Linked DNA regions of Rattus norvegicus: regions 2 and 3 are each linked to region 1. The links are chromatin contacts, called in public Hi-C maps. All regions are on one chromosome and are shown on one strand. The core of a region is the stretch at or near the end of the contact, and the rest is flanking DNA. Distances in the headings are between cores, read along the strand shown.

The links. Hi-C and Micro-C count contacts between places; a contact is called where the count stands out from the background.
Region 2: a Hi-C map of liver shows a contact between it and region 1, with 2.2 times the contacts expected there. The contact joins the promoter of Dsc2 here to the enhancer-like site in region 1. A contact is called at or near these places in 4 of 12 Hi-C or Micro-C datasets (kidney, liver and mammary epithelial cells).
Region 3: a Hi-C map of liver shows a contact between it and region 1, with 4 times the contacts expected there. The contact joins two enhancer-like sites. A contact is called at or near these places in 3 of 12 Hi-C or Micro-C datasets (kidney, liver and mammary epithelial cells).

The regions. Positions count from the first base shown.
Region 1 is chr18:11,844,454-11,848,224 of GRCr8, forward strand. No RefSeq gene overlaps it. Among named protein-coding and RNA genes, the nearest start is that of Dsc1, 43 kb to the left of the region's middle. Within about 2 kb of position 2,033, at least 2 of the 93 cell types and tissues checked have an H3K27ac peak or open chromatin away from gene starts, as enhancers often do. A contact at or near this core is called in liver, where this site is marked.
Region 2 is chr18:11,755,661-11,759,431 of GRCr8, forward strand. Dsc2 (desmocollin 2) reads right to left here and starts at 1,806. Exons shown (of 16, transcript NM_001033688.2): 1 at 1,514-1,806. The coding sequence starts at 1,582.
Region 3 is chr18:11,910,086-11,913,856 of GRCr8, forward strand. It overlaps the pseudogene Api5-ps1. Among named protein-coding and RNA genes, the nearest start is that of Dsg1, 36 kb to the right of the region's middle. Within about 2 kb of position 1,931, at least 2 of the 93 cell types and tissues checked have an H3K27ac peak or open chromatin away from gene starts, as enhancers often do. A contact at or near this core is called in liver, where this site is marked.

The DNA of each region.
Region 1 (3,771 bases), core at 783-3,282:
ATTTGGTGTCTGTATATGGGATGGATCCCGAGGTGGGGCAGTCTCTGTATGGCCTTTCCTTCAGTCTCTGCTCCACACTTTGTCTCCATATTTCCTTTAGGCAGGAGTGATTCTGAGTTAAAAATTTGGAGATGAGTGGGTGGCCCCATTCCTCAACCAGGGGCCTTGCCTAACCTCTGGATGTGGTCTCTACAGGTTCTCCCTCCCCCTTGTTGGGCCTTTCAGTTAATCTCATCCCTGTTGAATCCTAGCCTCTTGCTCTCCTGGCATCTGGGACTTGCTGGTGGCTACCCCCAGGTCCCCCATGATGAACTTCTAAGAATGAAGAGTTATGTTCTTTCTAATTCTTGGCATATAAACCCAGGATATAAAAGGAATGGTTTCATGTTTTTCTAATACATCACTTATATTTCGTGTTCCACACTGGCCCTTCATTACATCTACTGTACACAGGTTTGAGAAAAATATGACTTAAATTGTCTCCCTGGTCATATGTAGTTTATAGGTATGTGAATTACTTTATTAAATTTTTTACTTAACAGTCTGACTTTGAGATACAGATATGTGTACCCAACCAATGAACAGAAGCTGCTGACCCCTCTGTTGAATTAGGGAAAAGCCCAAGGAAGCTGAGAAGGAGGGCAAACCTGTAGGGAGACCAGCAGTCTCAATTAATCTGGACCACGGAGATCTCTCAGACACTGGACCACCAACCAGGCAGCATACACCAGCTGAGATGAGGCCTCCAACACAGATACAGCAGAGGACTCCAGGGTCTGGGTTCAGTCAGAGAAGATGCACCTAACCCTCAAGAGACTGGAGGCCCCAGGAAGTTTAGAGGTCAGGTGTGGGTGTAGGGGGACATCCTTGTGGAAACGAGATGGGGGGAGTGGGGGATGGGAGGAGGTATGGGATGTGGAACAGTTGGAGGGTAGACTGAGAAGGGAATAAAATCTGGACTGTAAAAATAAAAGAAATTAAAAAAAAATCTGACTTTGAGCTGTATTTTCATGTTTTTCCTTTCCATTTTTCCTGTGTTTTAGTTAGAAAGACTAAGGTAAATGATCTACACAACCCTTCCTAGTTACTGGGGAAGGCTCCCATGAAGATCGTGGGAAGAAGGTTAGTTGAGTGAGAAGAATTTAGCCAAGGAGCACAGCATAACATTTTGTGTCTCATCTGTACAGTCAGGTGGCTCAAGTCTTATTTTTAACCACTGCACAACCACAGGGTGCTTTTTCCCATCACAAATTGATGAGAGAGTTAAATTTCTTCCAGCTTCTTGGATCCTGTCAACACTTGTTTGCATACTTGTCAGCTTTAGACTCTCTTTCAGGGGGATTCTGCTGTATTACTGGCATTCCCCCATTCCAGGGGCTGTCCTTGCATTTCCTGCAGTTCCTTACACACACACACACACACACACACACACACACACACACACACACACACGTACCCTAATTTCTTGGATTCTTTTAACACATATGAAGTATCTGATTTAATATTCATTTACTAAATGCCATGCCAGTCAGGAAAGTTGACACAGAAATAGCTTTTTACTATTTGTTTATTTTTGCCTGTTCTACATTTTCATAGAAACCAGAAAATCTGGATACCATAACAAGTCTAGATTATTTTTTCCTTCTTCTCTGTTTCTCTGAATTTCCCATTTTGCTGTTAGTCCTGTTTGAGTAAAAAGCATACCTAAGAGTGGACTGAGGATCGCTGACCCCTATGGTGCATAGCGCTGATTTCTTTTTAAACCTGATTTTCTACAAGGTTTTATAACGCAGTCACCAGAGTGAGCAGCAGCTGCGCTCTAGATTAGATAAGAATTTGCTTTAAAAAAAAATGCATTTGATATGGGCAGTTTTCTACCCAGAGTGCCTCTCTCTCTCTCTCTCTCTCTCTCTCTCTCTCTCTCTCTCTCTCTCCTCCCTCCCTCAGTCAGGGATGTTTACAGTGTGGACCATGTCCTTCGTTTGGGTTGTTAGCTCATGGTTAAATAACTTGTTAGTCTGGTTGTTTGCCCCAATGTGGACCGCAACTCCACTCTCAGAGAACCTTTGCCTTTCCCTATTTGCTGCAGGGTGAAGTTTTCCCAACCCCCACTCCAAATAAAGCCGCCTTCCTCCAGGAGCAAAGTCTGTTGCTTTATGGCCTGAAATACTTAAAAACGATTTCGTTGGTTATACAGTTTGGTGTATGGGGGGTGGGGGGCTGTGCATAACTGGAGACGCTACTTTAGGTACTCTGCAGAACAAATGTTCTTCAGCAGGATCTAACCCTCACTAAACACAGCTGGGGATTCGGTAGAATCACATTCTCTCTTGTAAAAACCATAGCCCTGGCAGTGTTGCTGATATGAACTTTGGCACGTCTGCCACCGTTTTTCCTTTTCTCTCCTGATGAATGATCAAAGAGCAACACGATGTGCAAGGCCTCAGACACACGGTAGCGTTTAGTCATAACTACCATTGTCTCTCGGAAGGCCATACCCGTGGGATAGAATGGGGAAATGCTCTCTCGGCTTTAGGAGCACTTCCTCTTTTGTGACATCGCTCATTGTGTTTCCCTGTCCTAGCTCATGAATTTTGTGGATCCCAGGAGAGAGCCCTCCACTCTCTTCTGCTCCTTATCCATACACAGACACACATGGTAAGGTTATCCCATTTCTCATCTTTAAGGGAATGAAGCCAGATTTGCCACCATTTTACTGTCTTTACCTGGGTACCCAGGCAACAGTTAACTGAACCAAAACTCTGGCCTTTAGATAAATGCCAAACTTCTTATTTCAATCTTCTCATTCACTAAGTTTTTCCCACCCCCACCCCAGAGTGGTTTTGACAGAATAACGTCTGAGTTTGCACATGACCTGATCAGGCCTGCACCTACTTCCTCATCTTTATTACTCCAGGAGTTGGTCCCACATATCTTTCAACCTCGGGCTTTGAGTTCTTACTTATCTTTACAAAGATAAAGCAGGAATTATACCTTTCAAAGTTGCTCCTATTACAGGAGGAACCACAATCCTACTATCCACAAAGGACCCTGGGAAAGGTAAAGAGAAACAGACTCAAACAGTGTCACTACAGAACACAGGAGAAAGGAGTTAGGTAGAAAAGTGGCACTGTCTTGACAGAGTTTGACTCTAGCTAAAAGTCATTTCGATGTAGATTTCTTTCCACAAATTAAATGCACTATTTGGTTTTCAAGGGAGGTAATCCAAAATCTGATCATTATTTTATCCCCTTCAAAGTTCAGGATCCCTGGTGGAATCATGGGGCTTCCTCATCAGATCAATAACCTTCCTACCTCTGCCTTAACTCTCAAATAGACAGGAAGAGGGAGAATCCAGCAAAAACTACGAATTGGAATGAAAAGGCCCATGAAACTTGGATGGGGGTTGAGGCTGATTCCTCGATTTTCTGATGAAAGTGCCTTCCTCTTTCCCAGTCTGCTGGCCTCTCATCTTGATATCTGGGAGCTTGTCATCCCTGCTATGTAGGCATTGGAGACAATTTTCTAGGACTGTTTGTTTCTGAGACTTTTGCTTTTTGGGTCTATGTGACTGCGTGTTTATTTATCTTTAATGCCCCTCTTAAGCATATGTATTTACCAACTTCTAAACTTCACCCATGCTTCTTCACATACTCTTTCTGGAAATTTCTAGCCACTTCACCTAGTTCAATTTATGTGTCTTGCACGGCATCACATGTGATACTCTTGTTGGTCATTTTCTGCATGCGAACAGGTTGTTATCTTTCCGGT
Region 2 (3,771 bases), core at 556-3,055, 89 kb before region 1:
TTTTCTCACACCCATCTCAGGCTGGAGAAGCTTCGTTTACATGGTTCCTGGAGGGTAAAACCAACTGAAGGGACTCACACTACACTTTCCTGCTTGAAAGCAAAACCCACATTCCCAGACTCAAGAAATGATGAGGGGCTCTACTTATTCACCCATGGCTTACGCTTCTTTTAAAGGATCTCGGAGTGTGGGCTTGCAACAGGGCAGCGCTATATCAGGAAGACTAAGCATGCCTTTTCTTTCAAAGAATAAGGCCCTGTGTTACAAAAGGAAGTGGCAACGTCCCTCACTAGGTATCAACCAAAGTTCACACTCTGTCATCGGCAGAATATTTTGTGATGATTATTTGCCCCAGGCTGGGTTTCTTTAGCCATAAAACCCTGACTGCAAGGTTCCTGTCCCAACCTGTGCTTATGAATAGTCTCTGGGAATTCTGATTGAATTCATTCCTTGGGATGTCCAGTAACCAATCACATTCTTCAGTAATTAAAAATGCAGGAATCCCTTGTGAAAGGAAACTTGAGGAGAAATGGAAGAACTCTCACTTCCACACTTTGGTTCCCTGGGTTCCTCCAGGCTTCCTTCAAAGCCAGCTTGAGTGATTGCTGCAGGCTATGGGGGGAAAGGACAGTATCAAATTGGTAGCTATTTGCCCTGGCATAGTGAACTTTTGCCTTGTACAAGAGACCCCCGATAAAACTATAATCTGGAGCATTCTTTTCCCAAACTCCCCAACGGCCTAGTCAGTCCCAGAGGTGAATTCTTGAGTCTTCTGGTTCCCTAGGGAGATCAAGACCTGTCCCCAATAAAGCCATAAATTTTGATTCACACTTCTGAAAGGGCTGAAGGTCCTGCCTGTTGTACTTCTTACAGCAAGAATCTGAGCAGGAGTTGAGAAGAAAAATCAAAACTCCTTCTAGGACAAGATCTCGGGACCAGGATGTTCACTTCTCAGAGATTTAGGGAATCAGTGGTCACCTCGTGTGGACCCATCTCCTAACTTTGTAAGAAAAGTGCAGAGTCTCTCTCTCCTTCATTCCAACTCTCACTTCTAGAATCCTCCCATCCCAGCACCACGGAACCCTCAAAAGCAACAAGTCTTTTTTTTTTTTTTTGACCCCAAGGGCACCACGCCGGCCTTTAATGTCCTCTGCCAGGCAGCTGACTTCACTCAGGACCGCCTGAACCCAGGGCTCCTGTGACGGTACTCCAGGCCGGGGCTCAGCCCTGGCGCACCCCGCTCTGCCCAGAGAACCCCGAGGCCAGGGTTTTGGCTGGGCGTCCGCGATCCGCCCCCGTCTCCATCCACGCGCGCGCCTATTACAGCTCGCTCGCAGCTACACTCCCTCCCCTGAGGGGCCTTGGTGTCCGGGTCGCTCGGCTTCCTGCCGTCCTTCCTCACCGCCAACAACTGCTGCAGTTTAAGGTGACCTGAGACCTAGTGATCCGACCCGGGCCAGTCGCCCCGGCTACATGTCCCTCTCCCCGTCCGTGAGTTGGTCCCGGTGCTCACCGCGAGGGTCAACAGGTGTCCCAGGCCGAGGGCAGGGCTCCCGGAGCGCGAGGATCCCGCTGCCGCCATGGCTAACTCAAGGGACAGGTCACCGCCCCGCACCCGCTGCGCAGAGGTGGAGCGCGCACAGGCACTTTTCTCGCGCTTGTCTGATGCTCCCGCCTCGGTCCCCAGGGGCTTTTCCTCTGGCCGAGGGTGGAGCTCCGGGCAAGTCCAAAAGACTCCAATCGGCCACTCCTTGTTATTTTTCTTGAGTCTTCATGACTTTAAGAACTCAACCGGTGGGAACTCCCTGTGGCCGCCACCCTTTCACCTGTGCAGACGACACCTATATGTCCCTTGTCACCCCCCAGCCCCCACCCCGCCCCGATGGCGGTCTAGCAGGATTAACAGCTGGCCCTGCCCAGCAGAAGGCCTGACTGTACTAAGACTCACCGCGAGCTCTGGCCCTGGCCCCGCCCAGAGCACTGCCCACTGCCTGTGGAGTTACCTGGGGAGGCGGGGAGGGGGTGTAACTCCCAAACCCACAACTGCCCTGGATCAACTGGCTGAGTTACATCTGCCTGAAGCTAGCCTGATAAGATGTGGACTCAAGGGACATTCTACTGTGTAAATCAAAGTCCCACAGACATATAAATAAGGTTCTAACAGGAGTTCCGCCCTAAAAGGTCTCAAGGTTCCGAAAATAGATTGACAGTGACACTGGTTCTATAATTTATCGAGGAAAAGGAAAGAGGGAAGGTGGAAAGGAAGGGAAGGAGGAAGGGAAGGAGGAAGGGAGGGTGGGAGGGAGGGAGGAGGGGGAGGGAAGTAAGGAGACTAGGGAGGGAGGAAGGAAAGAAGGAAGAAAGGAAGGAATAATAAAACAAGTTACTATAGAAACCCATCAACTGAGGCCTCACCATTGGCTAAATGTGGGCCCTCTGATTTCCTCTATGTTGTCTTTTGTGATTTTTTTTTTCTCTGAGCACGTCCCACATGGAGTTCTGGACATTCTGGTACCAATTATTTTTCTCTGTTCTGACATCAGGATTAGAATTCGTGATGAAAAGTGAAAAAGAGCAGGAGTATTCACACTCTGGACTTGACAGCACTTGAGCCCATGAGTTATAACAGAACTTAAGCAGAAAGATTAAACCTGAGAGCTCGGAATTCTGCAGAAGGCCTCGCCGTGCTGACTCATCTGCACCTCTTTTCTAAGACACTATAAAGGCTTCACCAGAAAGGCAAACGTGTCCCTTCCTTATTGCCTGGTTTAAAGACAGTCGCAGAGAGCAAACGTGAAGCGCTGACCACAGCGCTCAGTACCATTTCAATTATTGACACTGCTTCCCCTCTGTGAACGCCCCAGAACGGTGGTAACAGCAACCACACGCTTAATTCAAAATTAATAGTTAATGCCTGACCTGGTGGTTTCTATCAATGTAGGTGTTCTATTGTCTCCAGAACCATAAAATGAGTAGCCCTTGCTAGTGAAATAAGTCTGGGTCATGAGTCTGACTGTCATGTGTTGTTTTCTTATTTCTTAATGCTCATTTGTGCTTGCCCAGTGCTGATTTCATAAATTCCTAGCAACTCACTGGTGATGACATCGCACTGTCCAGCTCCGAGCTTTCTAGAAAACACAGAAGCCAGCGGGTTTCAGCACCACTCCTCTTGCCAACAGGACACTGACACACGCTTTGCTACCCTCAGCCTCCAATACCTTTGGAATGCCTCACGCTCCTCCTCACTAAGGAAAAGGAAGCCATGTGCCAATTAATCTCAGGTAAATGGAGCTTTCCAATGGCAACTTTTATTTGTTTCTTTGTGAAAGTTTGCTCAAGGAATTAGATAAAAATTACAGACTCTAAGTAAATGCTCTGCCGTAAAGGATTAGACTAGCTGGCCATTGCAAACGTCTCCTCGAACCAGTTTTGAAACATCCTACCGTGAAAGACTGAGAGGTGTGGATGGATGTGGCTCCTTTAGGAACTGCCGTTCGGCTGCGGACAGAACTCTGAGACAGAAGCCAGCTCTGCAGTACTCTAAGAGCGTCAAAAGTAAAGATCAGCTTTCTGTTCGTCCTGCCCTGTTGTGAGAACTCCTCGGGCCTCTGTGCTCACGGTTGGTAAGGACACTGGCTGCTGCCCTCGGGACCCCCTTCATCTTCATCTGAACTGCTGAACTGATCCTGAGAGATTTACTAAGAAACGGCTGAGACAGAAGCCGGTTACATAGATATTACAGTCAGAACCAAAAGCTCCTTAAACCCAAGA
Region 3 (3,771 bases), core at 681-3,180, 66 kb after region 1:
GTGTGTAGAGTGTGCAACAGATCATAATAGGCAGGGCCATGGACAGCAATAGCCAACTGCCACTCAAGTCGGAATGAGGAGATGGTTTGTAAGATTATAAGAACATATCCAAGAGGTATGTGGAAGGAAGCAACATCTCTTCTCCATGGGTTAGTCCTGGTGGCACTGTAATGGGCAGAGCAGAGGACTCACTCTCTGTAGAAGCTGAGAGCTGAGCTTCAGGTTCGGGATGGGGCCCACTGTCCATGAGGGAAATGTCCAGCCTCTTGTCTGTCTTTATATGGAAGGAACTAGATGTCTCCTAGGGTTGACTCTGGTGCTCACACCCCATGGTCAGGTGGAAGCTTGCACTTTGTAAGATGCACACAGTCTCAGGTAAGATGATTGAGTCTCTAGGTAAGAACTCAGCCTCTCGATGGACCACTCTCTTGTTGAAGTAAATCATTTAGTTCAGACCTTGGGATGATGGTATCTGGGTCTCAGTGTGAGGCTTCATTTTCATGTGCTTGCAAATACTCATCTATTTAATCAGTAAATACAATAAAAATGAATGGAAGTAAAACTTGCTAACGATGAATCTAGAAAGCATGTGATCACCTCACAAGAACTGACAATTTGGTGAGTTCTGAGACCCATTTACAGATTTTTTTTCAGTATGATTCCCCTGACTTTCTGACCACTTTTCTTTTTCCTTTCTTTAATGAGTTTAATGAACAGGGTCAACAACAGCCTGGCAGACCTTTGCTGATGCAAAAACACAGCTTCCATGTCCAGTGAGACATTTATCCTGGAGACAGATACAAGTGGCCATGGCCCAGGGATGTAGATAGGTTCAGGTTGCTCCAAATGCCATGTTCCAATGCAATAAACAATTTCAAAGGTTTTCATAGTAAGAGAACAAAGACAGTTATAAGTCAAGGCATTAGTAGAGTTAAAGTACAGTGCTAGTAAGACTGGGTAGCTGGGAGAAGGCAGAGCAGAAAGTTTTCTGTTACAGCCTCAGATGTTACACAACAACATTCTTGCCTTTGTATTGCTGGAAGTGATGGGCTCTGTTTATGCATTCCAGAAAGGGGGATTTTCAGCTTTAATTCACAAGGACATTAGGTCAAACACAAAGGTAGTTAATAAATATCTATTTTGTAAGCTAAAGATAAGTAAGGCAAGATAAATAACCCTGGGCCCCAAATGTTCCACCCCTCTGTGATTATTGACATTTTAATCAATCAGCCTGAGCCTTAACAAATGTGTAACTTTTTAATGTTCCCCTTTGGGGAGGGAGCTGGAATCGGAGCTCCCTCTAATCCATAATCATGAACTTCTGTTCTCCTTGCCTCCACTTCCCGAGTGCTGGAACCATAGGCATATGGCACCACACCAGGTTTGGTGGCTTATTTTCTGAATAACTAAAAACTGTCACTACTTATCATTTCCAGCATGTGTGACAGGATGGTGTGTTCCAGTAATTGTGGGGGAATTTCGAAATAAGACATTTCGCAAGTGTTCCTGGTGTCATGGGGGTTCTTTGTCTTTGTTTTTGTATGTTAAAAAACAAAGGAAGCTGGAGAAGTGCTCTTCACTTAAGGATCTGCGAACGCTGTGCCGTCTGCCCATCAAAATAAAGGATGGTTTCCAAACTTGGCTCAAGCTGGCCCTGAGGTAAAGCCAGGAGTGACAAAGGTAAGAAGCCGTGTGGAAAGTGAGAGTCTGAGGACGATTGACAGAGGTGACCAAGAGACTAGAGAAAAGAAAGTTAGAAGGGAGGGCCTCACTGAAGTGAGGGACGGAGTCAGCTTCCTGCCGTGATGGTAGCCGTGAGGCCTCCCTCAGGTTTTACAGCTTTCTGGTCTGAGTTTGAACTCAAGGACAGCTCTGTGTAGAAAGAGAAAGTGTGAACTCCAAAGCAGGACTGTCTCCAGCCACCAATTCACAGTCCAGACAAGTCCAGCTCCCTGGTTGGAAGGTCACCATGGTGTAATTTCAAAGCCCTTACAGTAGAGTCTCAATCCAGCTTCATCTGGCCAAGGCAGAAGCTTTCTGTGGGTCCCTTTAAATACAGCTTGTGTGATAAGCACCCTGCAATTCCTGATAATTCTAATATAAAATAAACAGTTCTTGGGCCTCTGAGATGACTGAATGAGTAAAGGCCCTGGTAGCCAAGCCTGATGACCTGACTTTGATCCCTGGGACCCACACAGTGCAGAGAGCCAATTCTTTTTTTTTCCCCCATTTTTTTAAAAAATTGAGTATTTCTTATTTACATTTCAAATGTTATTCCCTTTCCCCGTTTCCTGTCTACCAGTACTCTAACCCCTCCCGCTCCCCTTGTATAAGAATGTTCCCCTCCCCATCCACCCACCCTTACTGCCCAATTCTTAAAAGTCTGACCTTCATATGCCCATCAGGGCATGCACACATATATACACATATATACACATATATACACATATATACACATAATACACACACAGAAAATAACTACATGTAATAAAAATGTTTGAAGTACTAAGTAAATAAGCAGCCCTCCCTCGGTGCTCTCGGCTTACCTGAATTAAATGAACATATATAAGACAAGAGTCGTCACTGTTCACAAAGGTCTAGCACTCACTGTTAAGCTGTGTCATTCTATTTAGCTCTCAGAGCTGACAGGGGAAAGTCTTACTTTATTATCTTTCTGCAAATGTGTAAACTTGGAAAGAGAAAGTTGAGGTAGCCTGGTGTAGGCCACATGGCTCGTAACCACTATAACAGAGACAGCTGACACACCAGCCAGCCTGGGGTCCAGACTCTCAGCCAACCCACTCTGAAGAAAGTCTGCAACCAAAAGAGTGAGTGCATCGGACCGTTGTGCTTCCGGAAGCTCATTCGGCACTGGAAGCATTCGAAGCCATCTGTTGTGTTATGATCTTATCTCTCGAATGTTGGTGGATAACTTCAGGTAATTTCCTGTGATGTTATATCCTGGTCTCACTGCCAGATGGCCAGGAGGCCGTTTCTAATATTTATCTTGAATCTCCCTCTATGTGATGGAGAGGCTTTGTCACAGACTTAGTCTTACGAGACGACTATACACACGGCTGGAAAGGTGGTTAAGAGCATTTGCAGAAGACTGGAGTTCTGTTCCCGGCATCCATATGGTGGCTCGTAAGTGTCTGCAACTCCAGTTCCAGGGGATCTAATGCCATCTTCTGGCCTCCGAGGCCACTGCATACACATGGTACACATAAACATGGAGGTGAACACTTATACATATAAAAAAATTTAAAAATGTTTTTTAAAAAACATATTCCCTGGATTGAATAATTCTCCTGAACATACAATGTTCCTTTCCCAAATCCAAACTTGTTTATTTTCATGCCTTGGAGAATGTTTATTTTAGCTCAATTTCTTTTGTTTTTATTTATTTATTTATTTATTCATTCATTCATTTATTTATTTATTTATTTATTTATTTATTTATTTATTGTCTTCCTTTGCTTGGCTTTGTTTTAGTAGTGGCGGGCACAGGGTTGCATGTGTATGTAGCCCAGGCTGGCCTCAAGCTCAGCCATGTAACTGAGGGTAACCTTCAACTCCTAATCTCCTGCCTCCACCCTCCTGCCCCCCAGTTCAGAGAGCATGAGTACACACCACGGTTTATGCTGTTGCTAAGGATGGAGCACAGGGCTGTGCTCACGCTGTGTTTGGCCTTGCTCCGGCCGAGCTACACCCTCAGCCTCTCTCTCCATTATCTCTCAGTTTAGGCAAAGCTGCTGGATGAATTAGTTCTCT